3 separate regions of the Mus musculus genome follow, and all the other regions are linked to region 1. A link is a contact called in public promoter capture Hi-C data. All regions are on one chromosome and are shown on one strand. Each heading gives the region's core, a stretch centred on a gene start, on an enhancer-like site or on the middle of the called end of the contact. The rest is flanking DNA. Distances are from core to core; before and after follow the strand shown.

What was found. Promoter capture Hi-C pulls out the DNA fragments that hold promoters and counts their contacts.
Region 2: a contact with region 1 is called in a promoter capture Hi-C map of hippocampal neurons, with 3 times the contacts expected there. The contact joins two enhancer-like sites. A contact is called at or near these places in 1 of 39 promoter capture datasets (hippocampal neurons) and 1 of 484 Hi-C or Micro-C datasets (cortical neurons).
Region 3: a contact with region 1 is called in a promoter capture Hi-C map of hippocampal neurons, with 2.6 times the contacts expected there. The contact joins two enhancer-like sites. A contact is called at or near these places in 1 of 39 promoter capture datasets (hippocampal neurons) and 1 of 484 Hi-C or Micro-C datasets (cerebral cortex).

What each region holds. Positions count from the first base shown.
Region 1 is chr11:25,714,431-25,717,573 of GRCm38.p6, forward strand. The region is part of intron 2 of 5730522E02Rik (RIKEN cDNA 5730522E02 gene); the gene reads right to left. Among named protein-coding and RNA genes, the nearest start is that of Gm23514, 31 kb to the left of the region's middle. Within about 2 kb of position 1,486, at least 21 of the 459 cell types and tissues checked have an H3K27ac peak or open chromatin away from gene starts, as enhancers often do. A contact at or near this core is called in cortical neurons and hippocampal neurons, where this site is marked.
Region 2 is chr11:26,072,705-26,075,873 of GRCm38.p6, forward strand. All of the region lies in intron 1 of 5730522E02Rik (RIKEN cDNA 5730522E02 gene), which reads right to left. Among named protein-coding and RNA genes, the nearest start is that of Mir6372, 130 kb to the right of the region's middle. Within about 2 kb of position 1,402, at least 11 of the 459 cell types and tissues checked have an H3K27ac peak or open chromatin away from gene starts, as enhancers often do. A contact at or near this core is called in cortical neurons and hippocampal neurons, where this site is marked.
Region 3 is chr11:25,313,094-25,316,148 of GRCm38.p6, forward strand. The region is part of intron 1 of Gm12069 (predicted gene 12069); the gene reads left to right. Among named protein-coding and RNA genes, the nearest start is that of 4933427E13Rik, 11 kb to the right of the region's middle. Within about 2 kb of position 1,413, at least 14 of the 459 cell types and tissues checked have an H3K27ac peak or open chromatin away from gene starts, as enhancers often do. A contact at or near this core is called in hippocampal neurons, where this site is marked.

The sequences.
Region 1 (3,143 bases), core at 236-2,735:
TCTTCTTCTTCTATTATTATTATTATTTTATTATTTTATTATTTCAATCTCACAATCATTAAGTTAGAACACATTTTCAAAGAATGAACAGCCATTTTTTCAGCATGTCAGAATTTAGTGAGACTATAATCATTTCCTCACAATGTTTTTTAATAAAGACTATATTAAAGGAGACATTGTTTTAAAAGTTTCTACGTACAACTTTGGCTTGTCCCACATTCTTTCTATTGAGATGTCAGAATATAATTGCTGGTTTGCAGCAAGGTTACTGGATAGGCTCTAAAATGCATTTCAAATGAATATCAAAGGGACTAAAAGAAATGCAGTTAACAGCTGCTATAGTTGAGGTGGGTTCTCGTTTTATTGCAAATAATAATAACACTTATACAAGCCTCATTCAAATCAGCTACATGTTCATGATACAGCACCTTTCTTTATAGCATTCAACCCAGAAGTAACAAAAGACACAGGGCTCAAATTAAATAAAACCAAACAGAAAAGGAGTGGACAATTCAACTTATCAGAGGGGAGAGGCATTCCTTAGAGAGAAAACTAAAGATTTAGTCCAACTCAATTCCTCCTCAACATTTTATAACTAGGGGATTGCTATCATTCCAGTCTCCAGAGACCTGAAGGAGGCAGAGTTACTCAGACCCTTACTCAAACTATGGTCCCTAGGAGAAATAGGAAAGATGTTCAGTTTGAAGGTAATTTTTTACCCTCTTCTATAGCCAAAAACCAGGTGTCTTTAGTTTTCTCATATGATTTGTAGGTTGCTGATGCATTTTAGGAAAAGAAAGCAGACCTGGCTATTGAACTGGTCTGCAAAGACTGGCCCTAAACCAGTTTAAGATTACCGTTCATTTGCTCAATACATATTAAACAAATTCAAAGAGGCATGTTCATATCTATTGTTGCTCCTTTCTCTTCTGTCCCCTTTTGAGCACAATGGTATATAGCCAAGTTTGTCCTCATGTGACTAAAATGCTCATAGATTTTGTCACTGACAGGAGCCACCGGCTCATTTATCCTTTATGAGTTAACACAATCATATAAGCACATGAATGCAACTCTATCCCACATGCATCTCATACATGAAAAATATTTATTATTGCTTCCATGTTATGGTACAGACAGATATCCTGAATACAGGGAGGGTTCTTTGAACAGAGCAAGAGCAAATGATGCCTGTCCCCATGTGTGGTTATTCTATAATCTCAGGTAGAAGCCTGCAGCTGAGCCCTCTAGTGGGGTTCTCCATGGTTTTCTTCATTTATGCTAGTAGCACTTTCGAATTGGAGAGCTATGGGGTGAAAAGTCAGCTCACAGATAAATACCCTTAATGTATGATACCCACAGTGATGAGCTTGCTTTTTCTCTTGCTCTCTTCTCTCACAAAGATAACAAACAGAGAGGAAAGCGTGGCACATGGGCAAGTGGAGTTAAAATGTACTGCACGTTACTAATCCTAACATAACATTGGCAGCTTGCATCATCCCCCTGCCAAACCCAAATTAACACACTGCCTCACTGGAGGCAAAGGCTGTAGCTATATTTATAGCTCAATTAACAAGTTTCATAACTAAACCTCCAGAAGTCCTAGGCAATCCTGACAAATGTTATGCATCTTAACACCATGGTGACCCTGCCAGAATGCCACCATCTCCTCACAAGGAACAGCGCCTGCTATCACCTCTCGAGAACAATGAGGATTGGCACTGGCCCATTGGATAAAGGGAGGCTGGCTGGGCAACTTGGCTCCTGTCAGGGGTACATTTCCTCACAACTCCTAAACCAACACACATACTGTGGATTCAAGCAGGTGGCTAATTCTTCCCTTTGCAGACGATGGAAATGCTGTCTCCTCAGGAGCCAATGGCTGAGCAAATGTCTGCCATCTTATGACTCAGGAGCCTCAGTTCCTCCAGGAACAGGATAACACACACAGAGCACGTCATTTGGAGGATACAGTTTTTCAAAACAAGATGAAAATCTCACCAAAATTTTTGGAGCAGGTTATTTTTGCTTAAGGTAGAAGAGTCTCGGGGTATTTTTGTTATTTGAGAGAAAATACCGAAAAGCTACTAGCACAGAATAAAGGTGGTTAAGTCAAAGAGAGGGGCTGTCACTGGGCTTACTGAAGTAAGACCAAGATAATTCTTCCATCTTTCATTTCTTCCTGCTTCTCAAATAAGTTTTGATACAGAGAAGCTTTGACCACACCACAAAGAAAGGTCCAAACATCTTTGGGTGGGTCACAAACAGTCCAGATTATCGCTGACCATCACCTTATCTCCTATACCCAAGACCCAAGCTTTTCAGTCAGGTGTGATGCTCATTCTTTGCCAGACTGTCTTCCACCACTCAGCCAGAACAACAACATCTTACCAATATAAGATGTCCATTCTAGCAGGTGGCTCATTCATTCTTCCATTCATTCTTCTGTGGATAATGGAAATGGGGATACTTGGGAGACCTTGATAGGAACCAATAGACTCCTGTCTCTTAAAACGACGCATTTTTGGGAACAAAATAATACAACTGCTTCCATGAAGGAGGCATGCTAAAACTGTCTTGAAAAGATTGATGGGGATGCAGGAAACATTTGGAGTGTGCCTCAAGGGCAGTAGAATTTCATTTCCTGAGTAGGAGACAGAGGGCACCAAACACAGAAAGAACTGGCTAGTCAAAGTCCCAGAGCTGTGAGAGTTCAGAGCTCAGAACTCAGAACTCAGGACACAAACTATTTCAGTTCACAGAAGAAATCACACGGGAAGTGTGGCTAGATGGCAGGATGTACCTGATGTACCTGAGAAGGTAGCACCTGGTTGTTGTTGTTGTTTGTTTGTTTGTTTGTTTGTTTGTTTGTTTTAAATGCTGGTCCTCACACACTATCTGAAAATTTTAGATGTTGTTCTACTAGAGAGAGACAGACAGACAGACAGACAGAGACTGACAGAGACAGGGACAGACAGACAGACAAACACAGAGAGAGAAAGAGAGAGAGAGAGAGAGAGAGAGAGAGAGAGAGACTACTAAAGTTCTCAAACATGGAGTAGCAGGAAAAAAGATGTTACTGAAAGGCACTGTGACACTGTGACCTCATAGTTGAGAATGGCCAGCATGATGATAATTCAGGAGTT
Region 2 (3,169 bases), core at 152-2,651, 360 kb after region 1:
GGGAAATGAGAGGGGAGAGAAAGAGCAGTTTCCCAGCTGCTAGTGCTTTGCCATCAAATGTGATCGGCAGTTCCATCTCACAGAACTTCACTAAGAGCCTTGGACCAAGGAATAACTCTTGATGAGCTTGCATAAGCTGTAATGCAATAAATATGAGATCCTTCTTCACAGATGCAACCACCTTGGTCATTTCACAAAAGACATTTCTTGGGTTATTTCCATAATCCCCCATATTTATGAAATATACTTAAACCTTTCACAGCTACAGTTGGAGGGCATTGAGTGTCCATATAAGCTAAATGATTGGTGTTATTGGATCATCAAATGATACAATTTTGATATTCAGTTCCTACACATTGAATCATGATTATTTCCCTTTTGCTGTTTCGGTAAAGAATTCGACAAGGTTTCATTTAGAAAGAATTATCCTGGCCCACAATATATCAGCTCAGGTCACTAAGAAGCACAACGCAATAATATTGTCAATACTATTGATATGTCTCAGGAAAAGTGAGACTGGAAAATGCAGAAATGTCACCAGCTTTGTCTTACCTTCATTTTAATAGCGTGTAGCCTGACCTGTATGGGAGGGGTTGACTACTTCAATTAGGTTTACACTATTTTCAATAGGCCCTCAAATGAGTGCATTTAGCTGGAAAGCATTTCCTGGCTTTATTATTACTGTTGTCATCCTTAAAATGCATTCTATTTATTTTTTTAATTCACCAGGAGGGGTGGAGGAATATGGGAACAATAAAGAAAACGAGCCTGTAACATGCCCTTGGGGACCAATAGTAAAGGGAAAAGAATCACAGGGGAAGAGAGATGGCAGATGAAAATGAAAGACGTATCTTATTAGATCATCATAATTAAGAAGTAATAGGTATTCATAAAGAAGCCCAAGACCAAAGTCCTAAAGATGTCCTCAGTAGCAAAAGCAAATGTTGGCTAATAAGAAGTAATCAACAAATAATCTACATTAAAAAGCCATCGGAACCACAGGAAAATGAGAGGGCAGAGACCTGCCTTGTTGCCGTCTCCCCCCTGCCATAGTGCACTGTGGGCAGACCTAAACTGAAATTAACTTCCACAACACAACACTTCAGGCAAACACAGGTAAACAGCTTGTACCCCACGCCTTGGTACCTGTGGCTTATCATGGGATAGCCTAGGATTCAAAACCCTGAGATTACAGTTGCTGCCAGAGGACCAGGGGGATCAGGACTCATGAGGAGACTGACCCCACATCATGCATTTTGGCAGAAAACAGGAATTAATTGGATAGATTTTTCCTGTAGTTCCTGTGTTTTAAGTTAGCTGGACCTCTGAGCACTGAGGAGACAAGACTGAAGGGAAAGAGGACTACGTTTGGTCCTTGGACACCCCCTAGTGTCTATGTGAGCATGAACACGGCCAGCAGGCACGTTCTTTGCCTCTCTGTTGTACTGAACAGAATGCAAAGCTGAGACAGAAGTCCCTGGATGCCACAGGATTGGAAATCTGCTCTCTGGGTGGAATTCCGATGTCGAAGCCTCAGCTCAGTTCAGATACTTCCCAGAGTTCCCATTTAGTAACAATTTCTTCAGTGTGTTAAGAATCTGTCTCAAGAAAATATGGAAAATTATACCTGCAGCCAGAAAGGGGCCTATAATTTGTTTCCAAATTCTTTTTAAGAGATAGATCTCAGAGTTAATATAGTGATTGCAAAATGAAAAGGAGAGATGGAGGGAAAGCAATCTCTTCGGGAGGACCTCTGGCAGTCTGTCTTTATATAGATACCTTGGGAGCCTTTGCAGAAGCACTGTGATGTATTTATGTCTGCCCCTGTGATTGGATGTGAAGTCTGAATAAAGCCCGGGAAGATGGCTGGCCACTTCTCACAGTCAGCGGTTCTCCATGCGAGATTTCATTTGTGTGATGAAGATATAATTTAAAAGTGGCTCAGAAACGCTTTAGTATAAGTGCCTTTGAAGGTTCCTGTACAAATCATGTATGACTCCCTTTCCATCTAAGTAAATTAATTTTTGGTATCCTGTGGTTGGTTATCTATAGGGCTAGGCTTTCTCTGTTAACGTATTGTTGAAGTTATGAATTATTACCATAGGTTTCATCCACACTCATCTTAAAAGTGTAAAGAAGTCAAGTGTTATTCTATATAGCTCTCGCAAATGACCCTGCCCACCTCCCAGAACTCTCCACAGTTTGGGGGAAAGCATTCCATATATGAGTTAATGAGAATCCAGACTGCATTTTCCTACTTTTTCTAGCATTTTCTAACAACTGGTTGAGGAAAGCAACCAGTCCTTCTATTGAACACTGAAGACTATATTATCACAGCGAAGGGAACTTTTTCTTGCTGCATCTGGGATCTATCACCCAGACTAGATCTAGATCATAGCATTTTAGAGATGAGCATCCTTAGAGAGCATTACATTGAAGACTGTCAGAAAGGGAGATGTCAAGACAGCTTGGCCTAGTCCACAACCACCCTAAATCTGTGAATGGAACACTGTCATTTTTTTTATTTTATTTTTATTTTTTAATTCCTTCACAGGAAATGCTATTGCCTTAAATACCAAACAAAGATAGCCATGTTTCTGGTTAAATCCCACACAAAATAAACTTATTTGAAAAAGGAATCTTGGCATATGAATACAAAACGTATATAATTTTCTTGATCTTTAATCCCTATGCCAATGTCTGTTTTAGAGATTATGGCCCCTAACAAATCTGCTTAGTGAATTTTTGGCTGACAAACCTGGCAACAAAAATACTGTCTGAAATACACTCTGAAGGCTAAACATTTTTATAATAGCTACTTTACATAGCCTAGTAGGTTTCCCTTTAGGACACCAATTAGACCTTTTTCTTAAGTGACCGTATTAACTTTTGTGATTACACAGAGAGCTGATATTTTTATTTAATGCACTGGGCCTTCTTTTAATGCTTCTCAAGGAGATCAAACACTTTGCCAACAGACAGGCATTGCAGCAGGGGTGATTACACTCGTTTTTCATGTAATTGGGAGTCACCATTTGGTTGCCATATTTCACTTGCTCATTGACTTATCATATAATCCTTTATAATGGGGGTTTGTTGTATGTTGTGGAAGGACTGTGCCAAGCAGCCAGGAAATAAAGAACGGGGCAATCCCCCCGCCCCCGCCCCC
Region 3 (3,055 bases), core at 163-2,662, 400 kb before region 1:
TGGGGACAGAAGGTTGGATTCTAAAGGACCAGAAGGGACATCTGCTTTTCCAGACAGCCTTGTCTTCTCCAGATAAAGATGACAAGTAAAAGTGCCTGTAAGCACACTTCACAGTCACTGAGTTATGGCAAGGCATCTATCACTAGGACCCCTTCCCCCCCCCCCCCCCCCCCCGCCTGTCTGACCTGGTAGGGCTATAAGGAAAGCACTTCTCACTTCCTTAACTTTAGGAGAGAGAGAGAAAAAGGCACCTCCTTTTACTCTCTGCTTCCTGAATAAAGGATTAGTATTATTTTTCCTTCCTCCAGTGAACTCCCTTGCCCTTCATCCTCAGTAGATTGTCTGGCTTTGTGTTTCTCTGCCAAGATGTCACTGCTGAACAAATCACAGGCCTTACTGCTGCCCAGTTCACGCTGCGATGACTTTGTATTCAGAATCGCTTGAGGTCATCTCAATGGGAGTAATGGGTAAGAATGAGAATTTACCCCCAACTTGAATTAAAATAACTTCCAAGTACTTCCTAGAGCAGGAACAAAGATGAAACGAGCCCCCAAATTATGGGAGCATTTGAAATAACAAGGCAAGGTTGTCCTTTGAAATGTACTCAGCCACATTTGTTTGCCTTTAGTCAAATCACCTTAATCAAGGACATTGGGCTATAGGAACAAATGGTTAAAGCTTGTGGAAGGAAACTGGCCAATTTGCCTTTCTTTCTTTCTTTCTTTCTTTCTTTCTTTCTTTCTTTCTTTCTTTCTTTCTTTCTTTCTTTCTCTCTTACTTATCTTTTTACATTATTATTATTTTATTTAACTTTAGCTAGAATGCCCAGTAGGAGTGCAGGCTGAAGGATAGGCTATCTTTTGAACTGAAGACATCACAGGAAACTAGGAGACTCCAAATTGCTAACCTGAGGCCGGAGCAAAAACTTTTTTTCCCTGTAGAAGGGACTGCTCCCCCACCCCCTTCATCGGACGGCATCCCAAGTGCTGCCAGATTGCAACGGTCTTTGTTCCTGCAGCCAAGCCTTATAGCTGGCTCACACTCTGCCACGCTCATAACCTCACACTAGGAAAAAAGATTACAAAGAGGGGCAAACACCCTAGAGGGTTCCCCTTTATCAGAGCCTTCCCTGTCAGTGGGCTCCTCATTTCCCGAGCCCTCGTCTGATTATTAGTGTACTGACGGAATAAAAATAACCTCATATTCCTACATGAATCATAAATAAAACCCTTTTATTTCATCAAAGAGGTTGGCAGGTTTATAGTCCTTTGCAATGCAGGCAGCATGTGAATGACATACCTTTAATTTTGCTGACAAGCTCATCGGGGTTCGAATGAAAAAGGAGTGGAAAGTGGGGAACTTCGAAAATGGTTGTGCAGGAGCTTTTTGGTAAGGGGAAATATTTCACCTTGCCCCTGTAATCAGAGAACCAAGTGATCCTGGTAATGAACTCTTCCATTATAGCCCACTTCTGACTCCCGAAACTGCCAAAGCAACGATACCACTGTGATTATCGCAGATGTCACAAACAGAAGCAACCAGAAAGGAAAGAAAGAAGGGAGAAAGGAAATAGAAAAAGAAATAGTATGCTGAGAAGAGAAGACTATAGGAAGCTTTGCCACAGATCATCAAATAAGAAAACACGGCTGAACCAAGAAAGGAAACGGTTCCACCCCCTCACACCTGCTCTGGCCCATTCCTGTGCCGTCTGCGTGATGAGTCTGCAGACGCTCTCAGGTTTCTTCATCTGGACAAGCACAGAACTCCGGGTTGAACACCCACCAGCTCTCTGGCTTTGGTTTTTGTTAGATATGATGTAAGATTTTTGAAATCTTTTCAAGGAAAACCAACAGGAACATTCAGCCACTGACTTTAGAACGCGTGCTTACTATTTTCCCACCGGAGAAGAAGGGAATCAGAGGATGGGGGGAAGTGCGAGGTATTGGGTTCACAAATAACTGGCAGCACTTACCAAGAAAAAAAAAATACTTTTGAAACAAACTTTGGAGGTCAGGAGTCTACATAAGAAAAGTAACATAAAGGAAAAATATAAAAGATTTTAAAAAGTTAATTACTAAAAGAGTGAAGTCTTTACTTTCTTATGAACCCTTACTGGTGAATCAGAAACAGTATATTAAGGGGTGAGAGCTATTAAGCATTCTGGCTTGGCAGTTCCCACTTAGCTTCAGATTTGATTTTACTGTCAAATTTAAGTGTGTCTCCAATTCTCCACACTTTGCCAGCAATGACAGTTGCTATCACTGATGTTCAGGCCTCACCGCATAAAACTCAGGTCAAACATGGCCAGGCCAGAGGCCTTCATTAAGTCAGGTAAAGAGGACAAAAGAAAAATTGTCATCCTTTTTCATTTTCAAGTGAACTGTAACAGGCACACGTTAGTCTAACTATAGTTTTCAGCGAAACTAAAATCTTGCTAGCCTTGGGGTTTTGACAGGCATCAGAAGCAGGACAAGGATAACTTGGGGACCTTGCACACTCCAGAGGCTCTGGGTGTCCTATGTGGTCACAAATCTCATCCTCCCATTGCTGCTTATAATCCCCCAACCCAGAAGTCTGGATGGTTGAAGTTATTGTCTCATGCTGCCCGTCACTTTCAAATGCATGCATGTGCCTACTTCTGCTAAGGAGAGTTCTTAAGTGGGGACACTACGCTCTAATGAGGCTGGACATCATGCTAATGATGTCACAAAGGAGATTTGCAGCAGTAGCCCAGATCTCTCAAGATGAGTAGTGTAAGTGGGTGTAGGTGTAGATGCTTACAATTGTGATAATTAGATGGCTGAGGCTGATGGATAATTGCAGTTCTAGTCAACCTGGACTACAGAAGAAGACTCCCTTTGGAAAAAAAATAGTAATAAAAGGAAGAAGAAGAGAAGGAAAAGAAGAAGGGGAGGAAGAAAGGAATGTCTGTCCTGAGAATTAAGGATAGTTGGCGGGCTATGAGTGCTAAGGGCAAAGGGGATGTTAACTGTACATCTAGTCAAAGGGGACACAAAGACACGTCTACAGTAGCAGGGCAGTACAATGCTCTTAA